7 separate regions of the Mus musculus genome follow, and all the other regions are linked to region 2. Evidence: chromatin contacts called from public promoter capture Hi-C data. All regions are on one chromosome and are shown on one strand. Each heading gives the region's core, a stretch centred on a gene start, on an enhancer-like site or on the middle of the called end of the contact. The rest is flanking DNA. Distances are from core to core; before and after follow the strand shown. Region 1 holds the start of Zfp758 (zinc finger protein 758). Region 2 holds the start of Spaca6 (sperm acrosome associated 6). Region 3 holds the start of Zfp760 (zinc finger protein 760). Region 4 holds the start of Zfp942 (zinc finger protein 942). Region 5 holds the start of Zfp948 (zinc finger protein 948). Region 6 holds the start of Zfp983 (zinc finger protein 983). Region 7 holds the start of Zfp229 (zinc finger protein 229).

The links. Promoter capture Hi-C pulls out the DNA fragments that hold promoters and counts their contacts.
Region 1: a promoter capture Hi-C map of pre-B cells shows a contact between it and region 2, with 3 times the contacts expected there. The contact joins the promoter of Zfp758 here to the promoter of Spaca6 in region 2. A contact is called at or near these places in 3 of 39 promoter capture datasets (frontonasal cranial neural crest, hippocampal neurons and pre-B cells).
Region 3: a contact with region 2 is called in a promoter capture Hi-C map of second pharyngeal arch cranial neural crest. The contact joins the promoter of Zfp760 here to the promoter of Spaca6 in region 2. A contact is called at or near these places in 5 of 39 promoter capture datasets (cranial neural crest, frontonasal cranial neural crest, maxillary cranial neural crest and 2 more).
Region 4: a contact with region 2 is called in a promoter capture Hi-C map of liver, with 4 times the contacts expected there. The contact joins the promoter of Zfp942 here to the promoter of Spaca6 in region 2. A contact is called at or near these places in 5 of 39 promoter capture datasets (cranial neural crest, hippocampal neurons, liver and 2 more).
Region 5: a contact with region 2 is called in a promoter capture Hi-C map of second pharyngeal arch cranial neural crest. The contact joins the promoter of Zfp948 here to the promoter of Spaca6 in region 2. A contact is called at or near these places in 5 of 39 promoter capture datasets (cranial neural crest, frontonasal cranial neural crest, maxillary cranial neural crest and 2 more).
Region 6: a contact with region 2 is called in a promoter capture Hi-C map of second pharyngeal arch cranial neural crest. The contact joins the promoter of Zfp983 here to the promoter of Spaca6 in region 2. A contact is called at or near these places in 5 of 39 promoter capture datasets (cranial neural crest, hippocampal neurons, liver and 2 more).
Region 7: a promoter capture Hi-C map of second pharyngeal arch cranial neural crest shows a contact between it and region 2. The contact joins the promoter of Zfp229 here to the promoter of Spaca6 in region 2. A contact is called at or near these places in 6 of 39 promoter capture datasets (cranial neural crest, frontonasal cranial neural crest, liver and 3 more).

What each region holds. Positions count from the first base shown.
Region 1 is chr17:22,360,059-22,362,758 of GRCm38.p6, forward strand. Zfp758 (zinc finger protein 758) reads left to right here and starts at 1,395. Exons shown (of 3, transcript NM_001347330.1): 1 at 1,395-1,649. The coding sequence starts at 1,524. Zfp944 (zinc finger protein 944) reads right to left here and starts at 1,342. Exons shown (of 6, transcript NM_176962.4): 1 at 1,110-1,342.
Region 2 is chr17:17,829,689-17,832,388 of GRCm38.p6, forward strand. Spaca6 (sperm acrosome associated 6) reads left to right here and starts at 1,287. Exons shown (of 9, transcript NM_001162909.1): 1 at 1,287-1,574; 2 at 2,371-2,451. The coding sequence starts at 1,316. It overlaps Mir99b (microRNA 99b), which reads left to right and starts at 500; the gene lies at 500-569. It overlaps Mirlet7e (microRNA let7e), which reads left to right and starts at 664; the gene lies at 664-756. Mir125a (microRNA 125a) reads left to right here and starts at 1,124; the gene lies at 1,124-1,191.
Region 3 is chr17:21,706,485-21,709,184 of GRCm38.p6, forward strand. It overlaps Zfp760 (zinc finger protein 760), which reads left to right and starts at 1,257. Exons shown (of 6, transcript NM_001008501.2): 1 at 1,257-1,409; 2 at 2,127-2,238.
Region 4 is chr17:21,961,142-21,963,841 of GRCm38.p6, forward strand. Zfp942 (zinc finger protein 942) reads right to left here and starts at 1,323. Exons shown (of 6, transcript NM_001199048.1): 1 at 1,115-1,323. It overlaps Zfp943 (zinc finger prtoein 943), which reads left to right and starts at 1,418. Exons shown (of 4, transcript NM_001025373.2): 1 at 1,418-1,678.
Region 5 is chr17:21,565,530-21,568,229 of GRCm38.p6, forward strand. Zfp948 (zinc finger protein 948) reads left to right here and starts at 1,449. Exons shown (of 6, transcript NM_001002008.2): 1 at 1,449-1,716.
Region 6 is chr17:21,649,287-21,651,986 of GRCm38.p6, forward strand. Zfp983 (zinc finger protein 983) reads left to right here and starts at 1,325. Exons shown (of 7, transcript NM_001357098.1): 1 at 1,325-1,586; 2 at 2,517-2,659.
Region 7 is chr17:21,732,409-21,735,108 of GRCm38.p6, forward strand. Zfp229 (zinc finger protein 229) reads left to right here and starts at 1,316. Exons shown (of 6, transcript NM_001164676.1): 1 at 1,316-1,550.

The DNA of each region.
Region 1 (2,700 bases), core at 145-2,644, 4.5 Mb after region 2:
CCACTATGTGAAGGATAATGCAACACAAACTTAATTCAGAAACAATAGTAACTCAATCTCTGGGCACAACCCTGAAAACCTAATCTTGTAAGCCTTGTACTCTTATTCTTCTAGTGGTTGATCCTTGTGGATCTGCCATGATACTGGGACACTCAAGCAGCTACATCTTACCCATATGCTGTCTTGGTTCCAAAAGGACCCGACTCTCTCTTGTTTACTCTCTTCCTATGTCCAACCTGAAAGTCCCATGTACTCACCCAGTGATTGGCTCCTATATTCATTAGGGGACTGGTTCACAAGAACAGGCCCATCCACAGTAGAGGAGGAAGAGGAAGAAGAAGAGGAGGAAGAGAGATAGAGACCAAAACGTTTGGATTATATAGGGAGGCACCTCTAGTGGAAGGGCAACCAGGACCCTGGGCTGAAAAGTTAGGATTGAGGGCAGGGCCTCTCAGGTTGGTAGAACCCTGAGGTCAGGTCTGCTTTGATATTTAAAATATGCACCTCAGTCCATTGTCCTGGCATCCAAAACCAAACAGTATCAAAGGAGACAACTTTGGCTAGGTGCTTTCTTGGCTCCCGCTTCTTCTCTTGCCCCCTATTCTCTCTTCCCTTCTCTTCCTTTGTCCAACTCCACCTCTCTCTTTCCAATCACATCCTGGTTAAGTCTGGACCCTTACTTTCTGAGTCAGTCAAGTCTGCCCTGGTTCCTCTTTTTACTTCTACCTACAAAGCCCTCTGAGGATGCCTATTTCCCAGGCCATAAGCCACTCTCTCCTGAGTAGGCAAATGATGGGTCAAGGGAGTTAAGAAATCTAAGTTCGAGAAGCTTTGTAACTGCTGTTACAAAGAGAACCCCGTGTGCAAACTACAGTACTGCAAATGTTCTACGACACTATTTTCGGAAATCATTCTGGTAACCATAAGATAAATGAAAACAAACAAACAAACAAACAAAGCACGATACACCCAGTTCATAGGATCTCAAACCTCCTGACAATGATAAAAATCCACAGCATAATTGTGAGCGCGGCGTCCTTAAGAGCAACTGCAGAAAACAAGCCCCTGCTCCGCTCCAGCCCATTTCCCAGCCCCGCAGCTCCTCTGACCTGGAAGGTTCCAGGGCCGCCGGGCTGCGGTGCCCCCGGCTGCGCGGCTGATGGCTGACTCTCCCAGGTCAGCACAGGAAACCGCATCTGAGGAGAGTTACGGCCTTCGAAAAGAACCAGGCCAGGGTAAGTCGCCCGCAGTGGGAGTAGAGACAACTTGGCTCCAACAGGTACCTAAGGGGACGCGGTTCCCAGTCTCTGGCCACGATCTTTGGAGCGGCTCCCCTAGCCCCGCCCAGGACACCACGGTTCCGGTCACGTGACAGCGCTAACGCCTTCAGGCCCGCCGCTTTCACTTCCTTAATTACGTTGGTAGAGTCCGTCCAGCTGCGTTCTCTTCTAGGTCGCCAGCTCCAAATGTCCAGGCCAGAATGACGTGAAAAGCCACCACTCCCCTTGCTACCTGTGTAATCCATGTGTACTCGAACTGAGCGCTGGTTTTTCGGCCCCAGTTTCCTTCGGAAACCGGAAAGCTCCTCAGACTCTGTTTTGTGGCTGCGGACCTGGGAGAGTCAGCAGCGCAGCCCTGGAAGGTCCCAGGTCAGAGGCGCTGCGGGGCTGGGAAACGGGAGGGAGCGGAGCGGGGAGGTGGGGGGGGGGGGGGGGCTTCCGCAGCTGTTTTTATGGACGCCGCTCTCACAGTTCTGATGTGGATCTCTTACAGTTGTCAGGAAGTTGAGATCTTATGAACAGTTGGTCTATCATGGTTTTTTTTCATTTATCCTCCAGTTAACAGAATATTCAGTCGTAAAATAACTCATTAAAAATGATAGACCAGTTGTATTATCTGCTGTTTGCTATTGTGTCAATCACAAAGCTTACGGAATGTAAATTTATTCATATTTTCTAACTCCTGTGTTTTACTAATTGCTTATTCAAGAGGATACGTTTTACCCTGCTATGTAGAACTTTGTGTATATAGTAATCATATGAAGAACCAGTGCACACTTTTTTGAACGAGAAAATATACTTTGTGTTATGCTACGGCTATGATTGTAAACATTACTATTTACTAAGCATACTTTTTATTGCCCATGAATTATTCGTCTGAGTTGTATGCAGTTTAGGATGTAAGTAAAGCATTCAGAAATGCGTCTTCATATGCTGATTTATTTTTTAAATTGCCTAATTTTTACTAGATATTTTCTTTATGTATATTTCACATGTTATCCCTTTTCCTGGTTTCTCCTCCGAATACACCGCCTCACCCCCTGCTCCCCAACCCACCCACTCCCACTTCCTGGCCCTGGCATTCCCCTACACAGGGGCATAGAACCTTCATAGGACCAAGGGCCTCATCTCCCATTGATGACCAACTAGGCCATCCTCTGCTACATATGCAGCTGGAACCTTGAGTCTCACCATGTGTATGTTCTCTTTGGTTGGTGGTTTAGTCTCTGGGAGCTCTCGGGATACTGGTTAGTTCATATTGTTTCTCCTATGGGGCTGCAAGCTCTTTCAGCTCCTTGGGTCCTTTCGGTAGCTCCTCCATTGGGGACCCTGTGCTCAGTCCAGGGGTTGACTTCGAGGATCTACCTGTATATTTGTCAGGCACTGGCACAGCCTCTCAGGAGACAGCTCTAACAGGCTT
Region 2 (2,700 bases), core at 37-2,536:
AGGATTATTCCATGAGACCCATGAGGACTTCTGATACTCAGAAGGCCTTTAACTCAGGCCTGGGATATGAAACCTTTAGGGGTTACAGAAGGGGCTCAGATTGCCAAGACAAACGGGGATACATCCTTTCTGCAGTGCAGAAGTCAGGTCTCTAACCAGATTGTCTTCTCTAAGGGATGTGCCTGGTTGGACCCTGAGTCTGCCGGGGAGGGCTATGGGGTGGAGGAGAACTGTGAGGGTTAGGGACTGAGTCCCTGGGTCTGGACTGAGGAGAATTGAGTGCAAGGCGGCAGGGTCTGCTTCCCTGGATCTGTGGGAGGGAGGGCTGTGACCACTACCCCTTAGTCTAAGGGAGGAAGCTTTGGGACTGAGGGAGGAGGGCTGAGGTCTGGATCTCTGGCCTTGAAAGAGGGGGGCTGGGGCTTAGATTTTGGGGCTGGGACTGAATTCCTGGGTTCCTTGGGGAGGAGGGGGCCGGGGGCCCGGACTCCTGGGTCCTGGCACCCACCCGTAGAACCGACCTTGCGGGGCCTTCGCCGCACACAAGCTCGTGTCTGTGGGTCCGTGTCGGGGGCTCACCATCGCGGCTGGGACCTCCCCGGCCCTCCCCACCCTCCCTACTTCTGGTCTCCCATCAATCCATCTGTCAATCTGCCCACCTGCCGCGCCCCCCGGGCTGAGGTAGGAGGTTGTATAGTTGAGGAAGACACCCGAGGAGATCACTATACGGCCTCCTAGCTTTCCCCAGGCTGCGCCCTGCACTGGAAGGGGCCGGCGGGGACCCCAGGTCCACACCATTGCCCAAGAGTTCTTGATAGGAGCTGGGGTGTCTTCTCTGTTCACATTCTATCCTATCCCTTTTCTTTGCAGTCTCTATGCCATCTTGAGATTTTCGAATTTTCTGTCTCTGTCTCTTATGCCAATGTCTCTAGGGTTCTAGAAGCTTCTGTTTCTCTAGTGCTGTGAATGTATCTCTGTGACACTGGGTTTCTGAGCTTTTTGAGGCATCTCCTGGTTCCTTTCTATCTTCTGGGGCTTAGGGTATCTGTTTCTGTCTCGCTTCCCCGTTCCCACCTCTGGGGAAAAGGGTTTTTCTGGTCCACCATAGCTACACTGCCGGCCTCTGGGTCCCTGAGACCCTTTAACCTGTGAGGACGTCCAGGGTCACAGGTGAGGTTCTTGGGAGCCTGGCGCCTGGCCCAGCCACAAATTTAGGGATTTCAGGTGACCCCTGGCAACCTTCCTCTAGCTGGAGCCTGATGCTTGACCATCATTTGAAACTCAATCTCTGATCACAGGCTCCCCCTCCCCCACAATGACCTCACAAAGGTCACTATCTTCTCCTCAGACCCGGAGACCCTCTGTTATGGGTCTTATTTCCTTAGTAGGGAGCATTGTCCTGTTGTTCCTGCTGATCTTCAGGGCATCCACGTGGGCCTGTCTCTTCTGCTTCACTACCTATGAGGAACGCCTCCGTGTCTGCCAGCTGTTTGTGGGCAGAGAGGAAACCAAGATAAACCTGTGCAGAAATGAGCTTGAAGGGGCTTTTGAAGATCTCAAAGACATGAAAATCAGTGAGGAGCCCCTCCTTCCTGAACCAGGGCCCTGGGGAGGGGAAGGAGATTCCTTGAGCTACTCCAAGAAGAAAAGCCAAGTACAGGATCATGACATAGACACAGAGAAGAGAGACAGGTGGAAACAATGGAAGGAAACAGGTCCAGAGTGGGGTGGAGACAGACAAAACAGTGCCTCAGAGAGAGTCTAAAGACAGTAAGGGAAAGAGATGGAAAAGTAGAAGCATTGCTCAGAGAGAGGATATGGATTGGGAACACAGATGAGTGGGGAGATTAGAGACCTGGAGAGAGGGACAGAGAGCTAGGAATCAATCCAGAGAGATGAGAGACACACAGAGAGTAAGGTACATAGAGATAAGACAGGAACAGAGTCCCAAAGTGAGGGACATAGGTATAGATACAGAGAGTAGTTTCAGGAAGAATAGAGAGACAGTGATCTAGAGATAGGTGGGACAGAGACCAATGGGGTTGGAGTAAAGATGTAGATGAGGAAGCAGATCCAGGGTACCAGGTAACAGGCCTAGAGAGAGAGAGATTAGATGGATGGAGAGATACCAAGATTGAAGGTTTAGGTTAGGGTTAGGGAAACACACACACACACACACACACACACACACACACACACAGAGAGAGAGAGAGAGAGAGAGAGAGAGAGCTCTAGGTGGGGCACATAGAACAATAGACTGGGGCTATAGAATCTGGGATGATCACAGGGCTTGGAGATATTCAGCCATGAGTGGGACATAGAGAACACCATGGAACCAGGTTTGTGCCATGGTGTCTCATCTACCTTCAGACTATGATGAGAGGAGCTACCTGCATGATGAATTTACACAGATGACAGTTTCTCTTCAGGAGAAGGCTGCTAGACGACGGGGTGAGTGTTTTATGGGCATAAGTGGTGGGGAAAGTCATCTTGAGGAAGTGACCCTGGGAACCTGTCTGAGTTAGGTTATTTGTTGAGGAAACTCCAGAGATGAGGGGAGTCAAAGATGGCAAGGAACTGAGGGAAGTAAATAAGTCACAGGGAGTCTGAAGCTTTTGTGGGGTCAAGTACATGTGACCTATCTGGGATTCTCACTGTCAGGACTCTGAAGCCTGGATGTGTTCCTGCCTCTCAACCTGG
Region 3 (2,700 bases), core at 7-2,506, 3.9 Mb after region 2:
CCTCAGTTGTCAGCACTTAAAAGCCATCAGAAATTGCATACAGGAGAGAAGCCTTATAACTGTAAAGAGTGTGACAAATCCTTTATTCACTATGCCTCATATAGAAGGCATCAGGAAACTCATTCTCTAGAGAAATTATGCAAACACAAAGAATGTGGTAAGTACTTTCTTGAGTTATCACATCTTAAAACACTTTCCAGAATCCCTACTGGTGAGAAGCCTTACAAATGTGAGGTATGTGACAAATCCTTTATCCAGGACTCACATCTTAGACGACATCAGAGAGTTCATACTGGAGAGAGACCTCACAGATGTAAGGTGTGTGACAGATATTTTGCAAAGGGTTCAACTCTTCGAGCACATCAGAAAATTCATACTGGAGAAAAAAACGTAATAAAGCAATGATTGTGATATACCCTTTATCTAGCATACAAGTCTTAGAAGACATCAGAGAGTTCAGATTAAAGAGACCTTACATCTGTAAAGAATGTCACAAATCTTACTCGGTGCTCAACTCTAACAACACTTCAGAAAATTCATACTAAAGAAAAAAATACCCTTCTAAATAATGTGCCAGAGCATTTATCCGGTCTATACTTACAAATCACACCAGTATAAATAATATAAACATAAATATCTGGACATGGTGGTATAGAACTTTAATCCCAGCACTTGGGAGACAGTGCCAATTGGATCTGAGTTTTGAGTTTCAGGTTTTGGCTTGCCATTTTGTGTGTGTCCGTTGGGGATCGGACTCTGGCCTCTGAATTTAACCTGCTATTGTTTGATGTATGTAGCCCACAGGCTGCTAGTCAAGTCGAGACTATCTTGCATCTGAAAGGTTCCGAATCAAGAGTGTGGGGCAGGTTCTGGGGTGCAGTGTCCTACTAGATCCAGTTCTGGTCAAGGATGGCAGTGCTCATGGTGAGGCTGCGCAGAGAATGTGCAGAGCAGCCTGGCGTCTGGAGCTGTGTGGAAGGCAGCCTGAGACGGAGTGGGAGGGACCGGTCTCCACGGGGCGGGAAAACTGGTCTAGAAAAATAGAGCGAAGAGAAAACTAAAGCCCGCATGGAAGGCCTGGAAAACTCAATTGGACAAGGGATTTGAACCAGTGGGCTGGGTCAGAGAACCTACGTAACCGGAACCTATCTATAATAGGCGGACCCAAAGGCGGCTCCAGTGGCCGCAGGAGGGAGGGGCCGGAAAACCCTCCATTCTCTGAGAGGAAATCTTTGTTTAAGGGCTGGACGGCCGACACTGGCCAGAGTTTCAAGTAGATGTGAAAACTTCCTGCAGCCACTGGAGCCTCGTAGAACGGTCTGGGAGACTCGCCGGTCCGCACCACAGTGGCGGGAACCGCAGCCCGGCGATCCTAGCATCTCCCAGGTCAGAAGAGCTGTAGTAAACAGGTAGGAACTGGACCAGGGGCATGTTCAGTTTTCTGCTGCTCATAAGGATACCGTTTTCACAATTCTGGTGAAGGGTAATACCCTTGAAGATAAGTTTGAGAACATATGAAATGGGACACATGCTGATTTTACCATTTATCCGTGGTTTCCAGAATATTCTCAAGACTGTATCCCTTAGACTAATTGAGTTTATGTTTTGACCATTGAAAACACTATTCTTTTTGCTGTTATGCAAAAACTAAAACTGTTGGCATTTTCTAACGCCCTTGGTCTACCCGTTTCGTATTCAAGAGAGAGGAATTTGACATGGAGACTTTAAGGTCCCAGAGAGCTTGTTAACTACCAGCCCCATAAGGAGTAACTGCAGATTTTGATCAGTTTGTGGATTTTTTTTTTTTTTTTTTTTTGCTAAGCTACACAGTTATGTTTGTAAATTTTAACAATTCTTAAATAAAGGTTTTACTCATCACTCATTTTGCATTTGAGATGCATACACGCTGATGTGAATATAACAAATATGTGTTCTTATGCTGAGGTTTTAAGGCACACCTCAGGAGTCCAGAGAAGTACAGTATGCATGTTGAGAGTGAGGATAACAGGCCACACTGTTTACATTAGAAAACAGTATGTAATGGGACAAAGTTAGAAAGTATCTTTTCTGATGCAAGAAACACTCTGACAATGGACAAAGGGCAAACTGTTGCTTTGTAATTTCAGGGTTGTTGACATGCGGTGAACTTCTCTCAGGAAGAAGAGGAAATGCCTGGACCTCACTCATAGGGTTTTGTACTGAGATTGAATATTGCAGAATTGCAGCAGTCCTGTTTCTGTGAGTAACAATAGTCTCTTGCACTTTTCCTTGCTCCTCGGGGTTCCTGGGGAAATTACTCTGCATGTGTGTGAGCTGTGTGTGAATGAGATGAGCCTCACATCTCACAGAAGAAAGTGAAAGCCTCAGAGAAAAAGACAAAGTTTTCATGAAATTTCATCTGTTCTTCATGTTTGTTATTTTGGGATGTGTAAGGCTTCTTTCGTTTTTGTTCCATGATGAAACTAGATACTCAGTAGTTTATAATATCACTCCAGTAATACAGATTCATTTTTTTCCCTTGAGTTTTGATTGAGCTATGATTAGAAGTAGGATTCAAGTTATGGAAACTCAAAATGCTCCCTGAATATTTTCAGCATGCTGACCCTATGTAACAGTTGGGGGATCATTTGTAGAACCCTCTGTTCCCTTTTCTGTATTTCTGCTGAGCATAGTACTGTGTTAGAAATCCTGGTACTTACT
Region 4 (2,700 bases), core at 73-2,572, 4.1 Mb after region 2:
CCTCTCACAGCATGCATACTGGGCTGGACTATATCACAAGAGGAATGGCTAACTTAAGTGCCTATTAACACATCAAAGTCGACATTTTTGGCTAGAAGCTTTCCTGGCTCCTGGTTTTTCTCTTGGTCCCTCCCTGACCCCCATACCTAGTTCAGTCTGGACTCTTCAAGTGGCCTCTGGTTGTTTTCTGGTTCATACTGTAAAACCCAAAAATACCGTGTAAGCACCACCTTCGCAAGAACCAGGTACCTTCTTGGAATGCTGGGAGTTTTAGTTCTTGAGAAAATTGCAAAACCTCATGCATGGGAAAGTATGGTGGCCTATAGGTTTGTCTTTATAAAGCTCTGGAGCATGTGACCAAAGTCCATCTCTTGGTTAGTATTTAACAACCCTTACTCAAATGGTGGAATTGTTTGTTTGTTTGTTTTCTCCAGCTAATCTGAGCATTATCATGACCTACAATTAACCTTCTCCTCAGCCACACCTTTGGACAGTCATCATCTCATTTTCATTCAGCCGTAAGGTGTGATGTTAATAACTAAGCATATGAAGACACATGTCTGAATGCTGTATTTACATCAAAGAGAGCATGCATCTAAGATGGAACTCTAACGGGGAGCAAAACTTTGGTCAGTAAAACTTAATGTTTACAGTCATAATTTTGGTGCTTCGTAATGTATATTTTCTGATTCACTCAAATGTGTACTGGTTCCTCATAAGACTAATATCTACAAAGCTCTCTGGGAATGCCTATTTCCCAGGCCAGAGGCCACTCTCTCCTGAGTAGGCAAATGATGGGTCAAGGGAGTTAAGAAATCTAAGTTCGAGAAGCTTTGTAACTGCTGTAACAAAGAGAACCCCGTGTGCAAACTACAGTACTGCAAATGTTCTACGACACTATTTTCGGAAACCATTCTGGTAACCATAAGATAAATGAAACAAACAAACAAACAAACAAACAAACCACGATACACCCAGTTCATAGGATCTCAAACCTCCTGACAATGATAAAAATCCACAGCAGAATTGTGAGCGCGGCGTCCTTAAGAGCAACTGCAGAAAACAAGCCCCTGCTCCGCTCCAGCCCATTTCCCAGCCCCGCAGCTCCTCTGACCTGCAAGGTTCCAGGGCCGCCGGGCTGCGGTGCCCGCGGCTGCGCGGCTGATGGCTGACTCTCCCAGGTCAGCACAGGAAACCGCATCTGAGGAGAGTTTACGGCCTTCGAAAAGAACCAGGCCAGGGTAAGTCGCCCGCAGTGGGAGTAGAGACAACTTGGCTCCAACAGGTACCTAAGGGGACGCGGTTCCCAGTCTCTGGCCACGATCTTTGGAGCGGCTCCCCTAGCCCCGCCCAGGACACCACGGTTCCGGTCACGTGACAGCGCTAACGCCTTCAGGCCCGCCGCTTTCACTTCCTTAATTACGTTGGTAGAGTCCGTCCAGCTGCGTTCTCTTCTAGGTCGCCAGCTCCAAATGTCCAGGCCAGAATGACGTGAAAAGCCACCATTCCCCTTGCTACCTGTGTAATCCATGTGTACTCGAACTGAGCGCTGGTTTTTCGGCCCCAGTTTCCTCCGGAAACCGGAAAGCTCCTCAGACGCAGTTTCCTGGCTGCGGACCTGGGAGAGTCAGCAGCGCAGCGGCGGGCACCGCAGCCCGGTGGCCCCGGAAGGTCCCAGGTCAGAGGCGCTGCGGGGCTGGGAAACGGGAGGGAGCGGAGCAGCGGGGTGTTTTACGCAGCTGCTTTTATGGATGCCGCTCTCACAGTTCTGTTATCTTACCGTTGTCGGGAAATTGAGATCCTGTGAACTGGGGGTCTATCATGATTTTTTTTTTCATTTATCCTCCAGTTATCAGAATATTCAGTTGTAAAATAACTCATTAAAAATGATAGAGCAGTTGCATTATCTGCTGTTTGCTATTGTGTCAATCACAAAGCATACGGGACGTAAATGTATTCATGTTTCTAACACCCGTGTTTTACTAATTGCTTATTCAAGAGAATACCTTTTACTTCGCTAAATAGAACTTTGTATTTATACTAACCATATGAAGAACCAGTACAGATTCTTTTTTTTTTTGAACGAGAAAATATACTTTATGTTATGCTATGGTTGTGATTGTAAACATTAATATTTACTAAGTAGACTTTAGTGTTGTATGCAGTTTCGGATGTAAATAAAGCATTCAGAAGTGCGTCTTCATATGCTGAGTTCTTATGGTACACCTTAGGGCCAGGCAAGCTCACTATTGCTATGTGAGTGTATCAGACCACTCTATTGTTATGATTAGAAAACCCAGTATAGATTAAAGTTTTAGAAAGCATCTTTTGTACAACTACGATCACTCTCCTGTATCAGAAAAAAGATCTCTGTGGTTGAAGAAAAGCGCTCTGCACCTACATATGTGGCCAAGCTTTTTTTTTTTTTTTTTTTTTTTTTTTTTTTTTTATTGTAGGGTTTGTTATCATCAAGTCCTGTGGTTGTGGACATCCTGTAGGAGTGGGAATGCTTAGACTCTGCTGACAGGGATTTTTGCAGAGATCTCCCTTTGGACAAGTGTAGCAGTCTGGTTTCTATGGGAGACAATAGTTTTCTTGCAGTCTCTCCAGCTTTCTTTTCAGGATTCCTGGGAGAATGACTCTCTTTGTGTCTGAGCTATGTGTGAATGAGACTCACATCTCACATAGTTAAATGAAATC
Region 5 (2,700 bases), core at 199-2,698, 3.7 Mb after region 2:
TTGTATTGTTTTGTTTTGTTTTTGTTTTTTTGAGACAGGGTTTCTCTGTTTAGCCCTGGCTGTCCTAGAACTCACTTTGTAGACCAGGCAGGCCTCTAACTCAGAAATCCACCTGCCTCTGCCTCCCGAGTGCTAGGATCAAAGGTGTGCGCCACCACACCCGGCTTAGCACCAGCTTTTAAACACAGGTACACACAGAGAAACTCTGTCTATAATGAATGGATGAATAAATACCCCCCCCCCTTTTCTATTATTAGATATATCACAAACACAGACACACACACATGACAGCATTGTGTGTTTCTGTGCCCACTTCAAATACTGCCACTCTCACCTCCTACCTCTTCACTATGGTCCACAGTTCCAACAGTCACTCTACTGTGTTCATCTCCATTCATTTTTGCCTGGGATCACTGAGATGAACCAGAGTCATTTGTGAGACCTTGCTGGAGTCTGATGTGCTCAGTATAGGATGACAACTAAAGGCAGTGATTCTTCTACACTCTATCCATAGCCAACATATAGAGAGCTGTTCCACTTCCTAGACTGACTGTGGTCTTGTGTGAGGCCAGTGCAGGGAAGGACAGTTGCTGTTGGTTACTGATTACAATAGTTGTATGGGATCTAGAGGATGGTGTGTCTTAGCCCTTTTCCCTCTTTCCCTTATTTCCTAACCTACTCTTCTTCCTCAGTGTTCCCAGAGCTGGAGTTGTTATAGAGTAACAGACTTTTTTATGACTAGAACCACGTACTTTACTTTTTTTTTTTTTTTTTTTTTTTTGCGACTGGGCTAGCCAAGAGTCTGCATCCACCAGAAATCTGTCATGAGAAAAGAGCCTCGTGAATGACTCACAGAAGACAAATGCCTTTCTGAGTTAGTAAAATGACATCTAGTGGTGAAAGCAGTACAGTGCGGGATGACTTCAGCCCTATGCTGATGACAAAACGATGACTACTGACTTCTTTAGACACCTTTCTTTTTTTTTTTCAAAATCCAAGTTCTTTGAATGTCTGTACCATAGTCAAATTTTCAGAATTTGGTATTGGCTTCCTATGTTTGTGTGTTGGGAATGGGACTCTGGCTTCTCAAGTTAGCCTGTTATTGTTTGGTATGAAGTATGTGTCCTAGAGGCTAGTTTTAGGCTATTTTGCATCTAAAGGATTCAGTACCCAGGATGGGGATCAGATACCGGGGTGCAGCGTCCTATTAGGCCCAGTTCTGGTCTAGGCAGACAGTGGCCACTGGGAGGCTGTGCATAGCGGGTCCGAAGCAGCCTGACAGCTGGAGCTGTATGGCAGGAAGCCTGAGACAAAGTGGGAGGGACGTGTTCGCGGGGCAGGGATATTCACCCAGAAACATGGTGGAAGGTTGTTAGACATTAGGTGGGGGTGGAAAACATAGTGTTCCGAGTGGGAGGAGTATTCCCAGTGGGAGGAGTTAGGGCAGTGACGTGAACGGAAGCTGGAAACTGGGTGTGGGAGGCTGGAAACGTGGGACGAAGAACCAGAAGTGTCAAGGACCTGTCAGGTCCAGAGCTCGCGGCCCTGCCCCGTGGGGAATCGCGTGGTTCAGACCTGGGGTCAGAGGACACAGAGGACTTCGTGGGAAGCTAAAACTCCAGGCAGCCGCGGGTGCCTTGCGGGGCATCCTGGAGGAATCAGCAATCAGTCGCAAAGCGGCGAGAACCGGAGCCAGGCGGCCCTGGAACCGCCCAGGTCAGAGGAGCTGTGGGGTTGGAAAAGGGCGGGAAGGGAACAGGGTGTGATCGGTTTGTCTTCTGCTTCTAAGGAACCTGGCTCGGGAATTCTGCTGTAGATGTCTTTCTTCCCTTGTCGAGAACTTTTAGCTCACATAAATCGGACTAATCCTGTTTTTTTTTTTTTTTTTTTTTAAATTGACTTCTGAATGCCAAATGTTCCTATTAGAATACTGTAGTAGAATATTTGAATTTATGTATTGATTTTTGAAAACCAATTCTGTTTGTTCAGGTTAAAAGGAAAAAGCTCTTGAAATTTACATTCATTCACTCTAACTGGCCTGTTTTACCAGGAGACTTACAGTGACTTGGCATCCCCGGATATCTTTTAGATACTATATATAAAGGAGTGGTTGCAAATAATCTGAAAGAATATTTTATTTTTGCAAATTACATAGGTATGGTTGTGAACATTAACATTTATAAGTAAACTTTTATTTCTCATTATTAATTTATTTACTTTACACTTCTATCGCAAACACCACCCCTCCCCCCACTTCCTCTCCTCCCAGTCCATTCCTCCTGCTTCTCCTCCACCAATTTCCTCCTCCATTTCTCCTCAGAGAAGGGGAGGAGTCCAGTGGCTCAGCCAGTCTAGTTGCAGTAGGACTAGGCTTATCTACCATTGAGGCTAGACAAGACTGCCCAGTTGGAAAAGGAATCCAAAGGCAGACAACAGAGTCAGAGACAGGCTCTGCTCCAGTTGTTACAGGGCCCACATGACAACTAAGCTGCACATCTGTTACAGTTCACAGTTAGAAAGGACATTATAAGCACAAATCTTTAATCCCTATCTTGGGAAACAGGCAGGTAGGTCTAGAAGATCCTTGTCATCCTGGTATACAGACATGGTTTAAGGACAGTCAGGGCTATGGAGAAATCCCGTCTATTGGAAACGGGAGAAGAAAAATGAAAACACGAATGAAACGTATTGTTGTAAACT
Region 6 (2,700 bases), core at 75-2,574, 3.8 Mb after region 2:
TTACAGACTGATGTAATCATTTAAACTGTTGCCTTTAAAAACAGGTTTACATGGCAAAATCCTGTCCTGAATGAATGAATGAATGAATCCTCCCAATCTTTCTATTATTAACTATTTTACACTCACATATACATGTATATACACACAGAATGTGTGTGTGCATTTGTGCGCTCACATCAAATACTGCCCACTCTCATCTCCTACCTCTCCACTATCCTGGTTCACAATTCCAACAGTCACTCTACTGTGTCCATATCTATTCATATTGCTTGTGATCCACTGAGATGAACCAGAGCCATTTGTGAGACTGTGGGTTTGGAGCCTGATGTGTGCTGGACCCTGATATGCTAAAGGCACATCACTCTTCTAGAATCTATGAATCTATCCATAGTCAACATCTGAGAGGTTGTGTGTGCCATTCCCTAACCTACACTGACTGTGGTCTTGTGTGAGGCCAGTGCACATAAAGACAGCTGCTGTTGGTTACTGATTACAATAGTTGTATGGTCTGGAGAATGCTGTGTCGTGTCTTAGCCTTTCCCCTCCTTTTTCCCTTCTTATTTCCTAACCACCTCTTCTTCCTTGGTGGTGTCCCCAGAGGTAGAGATTGATGGTGTAGCTGACGGCTTAAGTTTTACTTATTTTCTCTATCAGGATAGTCAAGAGTCTCTGCACCCATCACTCTATTAAAAAAGGAAGGAAAGAAGGAAGGAAGGAACGACAGAAGGAAGAAATTCTATATTTTCTCTCAAAGGACTTTAAGTATGAGTCATAGAAGGCTAATGTCTTTCTGAGTTAGTGAACTGGCAAGTCTGCCTTCTTGTGGTGAAAGCAGTACACTGCGGGGTGAATTCTGCCTTGGGCTGGTAGCAAAAGCTACCAGATCTCTGACTTAAGTTCTTTAAATGTCTCTCCCTAAGTCAGAATTTCAGTATTTTGGCTTCTCATGTTTGTGTGTTGGGATGGGAGAGCCTGTTGCTGTTTGGTATGAACTATGTAGCCCAGAGGCTGGTTGTCAAGTCCAGGTGTCAGGCTATCTTGGATATAAAGGGTTCAAAACTCACTGTGTGTGTCAAACATTGGGTGCACAGCCTCCTAGCAGGTCCACTTCTCACTTCTGGTCTAGGCTGGCAGCAAGCATGAGGGGAGACTGTTCAGCCTGACATCTGGAGCTGTGTGGAAGGCAGCTTGACACAGAATGGGAGGGAGCTATCTCCGTAAGGCGGGGCCACTTACCCGGAAACAGAGGGTGTGAGGATGTGGCCTGTTGAGGCGGGTGTGTGATGTAGAAAAGTGTTCAGAGTGGGAGGAGTTAGGGGGTGACGTAAACGGAAGCTGGGAACCGGCTGATGAGGCCTGGGTAGTTGTACTGAGAGCCAAAGCCTGAGTGTCAATGACCTGTTCAGGTGCAGAGCAAGCAGGCCTGCACCGTGGGGAATCATGTGGTGCAGACCTGGGGTCAGAACACAGGGTGGACTTCGGGGAAGGTAAAACTCGGGGCTGACGTGGGCGCCGCGCGGGGAATGGTGGGGAAGTCTGCAGTGCAGCAGCTGGACCCGCCTCCCTACCGCCCTGGATCCTCCCAGGTCAGAGAAGCTGAGGGGCTGGGAAAGGGGAGGGAGGGGACCAGGCTGTGATCAGTTTCTCTGCTGTTCCTAAGGAAGCAAGCTCTGAAGTTTTGCTGTGGGTTTCTTCCCTTGTCAACACAATTTTAGGTCATATGAACTGAAGTAATCCTGATTTGTTTTTTATTGTTCACCTGATTGCCAAAATATTCATAGTAGAGTGGTCTAGGAGAATATTTGAATTTATCTTTTGATGCTTGCAAAACAGTTCTCTTTATTTAGGTGAAAAGGACAAAGCTCTTGGAATTTACATTCATCCATGCTAACTCCCTTGTTATACCCGTGAACATACTTGGTGACTTGGCATCTGCTGAGAGCTTTTAGACAGCAGTCATGAAAGGAGTGGCTGCAAATGTAATTGAATCCAAAAGCATATTTTTTTGCGAGTTTCATAGATATGGTTTTAACCATTAACATTTAAAAGTAAACTCTATACCCACCATTACCTTTCCTTCGGAGACATGCACTCCCTGATGTAAATGCAATATTCTGCTATAAATGCACCAGGCTTGTTGGCATGCATCTTTAATCCCAGCATGGGGGAGGGAGGACAGAGGCAGGCAGATCAAAGAGTTGGAGACCAGCCTGGTCTGCTTGGTGAGGTCAGGATAGCCAGAGCTACATGATGAGCTCCTGTCTCAACAACAACAAAAAACAAAAGGACAGAAAGAAAGAAAGAAAGAAAAGAAAATCGTGTTTTTGTGCTGAGTTCCTAGAACCTGGAAAGGCACAGTAGGCTATTTGAGGGTATAGGTCACAGTATTTTCACAGTTTGCGCATTATAAACCAGGTGGTATTGGCACACGCCTTTAATCCCTACATTTGGGACTAAAGGTGTGCACCAGGACAAGGACTTAAACTGCTGTTTTGTATTTTGTGGTCATTTCTCAGCCACTGGTGTGACTGTGGACTTCCAGAAGAACAGGCAGTGTCAGGACCCTTCTGGGAAGGCCTTGTTGCAGAATTTCAGCACTCTGGTTTGTGTGGGTGAGAACAGTTTGCTTCCAGCCTCCCTTGTTCCTCCTCAGGAAGAGGCAAGTTATTCTGCAATTGTGAGATCTTTGACAGTGTAAAG
Region 7 (2,700 bases), core at 66-2,565, 3.9 Mb after region 2:
TATTTTATTATTTCAGCATGTGAGAAGCAAAGGATAATTACTTGGCTTATTTTGTGAAATTGGTAACTCAGTGGGATGGCTTCCTTGGGAATCTTTTTCCCTGGGGGATATAACCCCCAAATATTTTACTTGATTTTTTTTAACACAAATTGTATGTTTGTTCTATTTTAGATTTGATCAGTCCAACACAAGTAGGCAGCATTGTAATTAGAGTCCTATTTTATGTGTGTTGATGCTGTGTTCATAAAATTTAGCCACTTAAGTGGCTGAAGAACTTAACTTTGTAGTTTCTACGAGAGGCACTTGGCCACGGAAGTATTTGTTTATGTTCTGCTTAAAGAGCAAAAGGGTTTTGTTGTCCCAGTCAGTAATGGGAATGACAAGGTTTTCCCATGAAGAACAGTGTCTTTACCCAAAGCAGTATGTGCCTGATGTCAAGTAAAGGGTGGGAGGGTCGAATTCCTTTCAATGTCTGTAAAGAAATTGATGCCTGCCAATGTGCTGTCAGAAAGCCTTTAAACAAAGAATCCCAAGATCAAAGCATCAAAGATTCAGGATGTTGATACTCCACGCGACCTGTGACATAAACACTGAAGACATATTGCTCTGAAGAAACAACAACAACACATACACACATAGACACACGCAAAGGGACATGCACAACGTTTACCAGGAAAATTAAGGAAGTCAAAAATGCCAGGAACAGATTACCAAGAAATATAGCCTATGTTTACTGAGAGCTTCTACTTTTTTTTTTTTTTTTCAAGACTGGATCTCGTTATGTAGCCCTGGCTGTGCTGGAACTCACTCTGTAGGCCAGGCTGGCCTTGAACTCAGGCCTGGCTCTGCCTTCTGAGTGCTGAGATTTTACAGGCTTGCAACACTACTGCCCAGTGAATTTCCTTTTTCCCCGTTACTTCATATTAAGTTTTCCTTAACACCTGGCCTTATTGGATTCATCTATTTAGTCCTCATTTTTCTCTCCACCCTTTGCTTGTGATTTCTTGATCTCCAGTCATTTTGTTCTGTCATTTTTAAGTTTCGTTCAGATATTTGAACCCTTTCTTTGGGCTTTCACGCCATTGAACAGTCTCTAGAACTGTTTTGTAGTCTGCCTCTAATTTGCCGTCCTTAGAGAACACTGCCCCCTTTTCACCCTTTCCCATGGCAATTGACATTTCTTAAGGTGTCTGCCGCCCAGTGGGCGTTGGATACTTGCAGTTTTCAGAACAACATAGCTGGGACCCTTGGGAAAGTAAACGGAACAGGAAGTAGGTGGGCGGGATTGGGTACGGTGAGAGGACACTTAATAGTGGGTGGGACCAGAGTAGGCAACATATTCCCAAAAGCGGGAGAGGGCCTCAGCAAAACTCGCCTTTCCCTCAGAAATTTCCGGGGACACCTAGTGCAGAATCTGGGCCAAGGACACTGCCCAGGGTCTTGCGGAGACGTGAAAACTCCCGAGAGCCGCAGGTGCCGCGCGGGGCATCCTGGTAGAGTCAGCAGCGCGGCGGCGGAAACCGCAGCCCGGCGGCCCTGGAACCTCCCAGGTCAGAGGCGCTGCGGGGCTGGAGCGGAGTAGGGTGTGATCGGTTTCTGGGCTACTCATTAGGACTCTGCTCTCATGAGCTCCTAAGAACTGGACAATTCCTGACTTTTTTTTTTCTTGTAAGGTTTTCAACATATTCTCTTAAAAATCTCACAATTCTCTTTGTTAGTTCGGAAAGAACAAAACACTTTAAATTATCCAAGCTTTTCAAGAGAGTAGCATTTAGAGCTGGTGGATTGTCAACCTAAAAAACTTGTTAGATATTAGTCACATAAGGATCGACAGAAGAATCACAAATATATTTTCACAAACTCCACAGTTATAGTTGTAATCATTAATATTTACTCTGTAGAATTTTATCACTAACTTGACATCTGAGATGCACACATTCTATGATGTAAATACAGTACTCAAAATCTTGTATTCCAGGTGAGGGTCTTAATGTTACATCTTAGAGTCCAGAAAGTCACCTTATGCATGCTGAGTGTGAAGATATCAGACCCTACAGTATGTTCAGTGACAAAGCACCACAGTAGAAAGGACCTTTGCATAACTGTGGCTGCTTACTTACTTCAGAAAACAGTCTCCAATTCAATGTGCCCTTGGTTCATAACCTGCACTTTACTCAAGGGCAGGTGGCCAAAGTGTTGCTTTTTATTTCAGGATTTGTTGATCTCCAGTGATGTGGCTGTGGACTTGTCCCAGGAAAAGAGGGAATGCCTACACTCTCTTCACGGGGCTTTTTGCATAGAGACTTCATGTTAGAATTAAAGTGGGATAAGGTAGAAAAGACCATTTATTTGATACTGAATTACTGATTTATTGAATGATTTACTTAAAGCACTGCTGTAGTGTTCTGCAACTTCATCTTGCTACTTGGAACAGAATGACCTGGAGAGGTGGCGGAAACAAAAGTCTTGCCCTTACCTACCTTACCCGCAAAGCTTACATCTGTCAGCTGTAACCTGCATTTGAAAAACCTCCAAGCTAACTGCCTTGATGCTTCAGGGAAGTCCTGCTTACTTTCCTTCTGGCCCCACCTTGTGCTTATAGACTATAAAATGCATATAGGAACTGGCCTGGAGACCAGGCCTTTCAGAGCTCTCCCACCTTTGGTCCATCTGTGACATCTATTCTTTCACTGGCAGTGG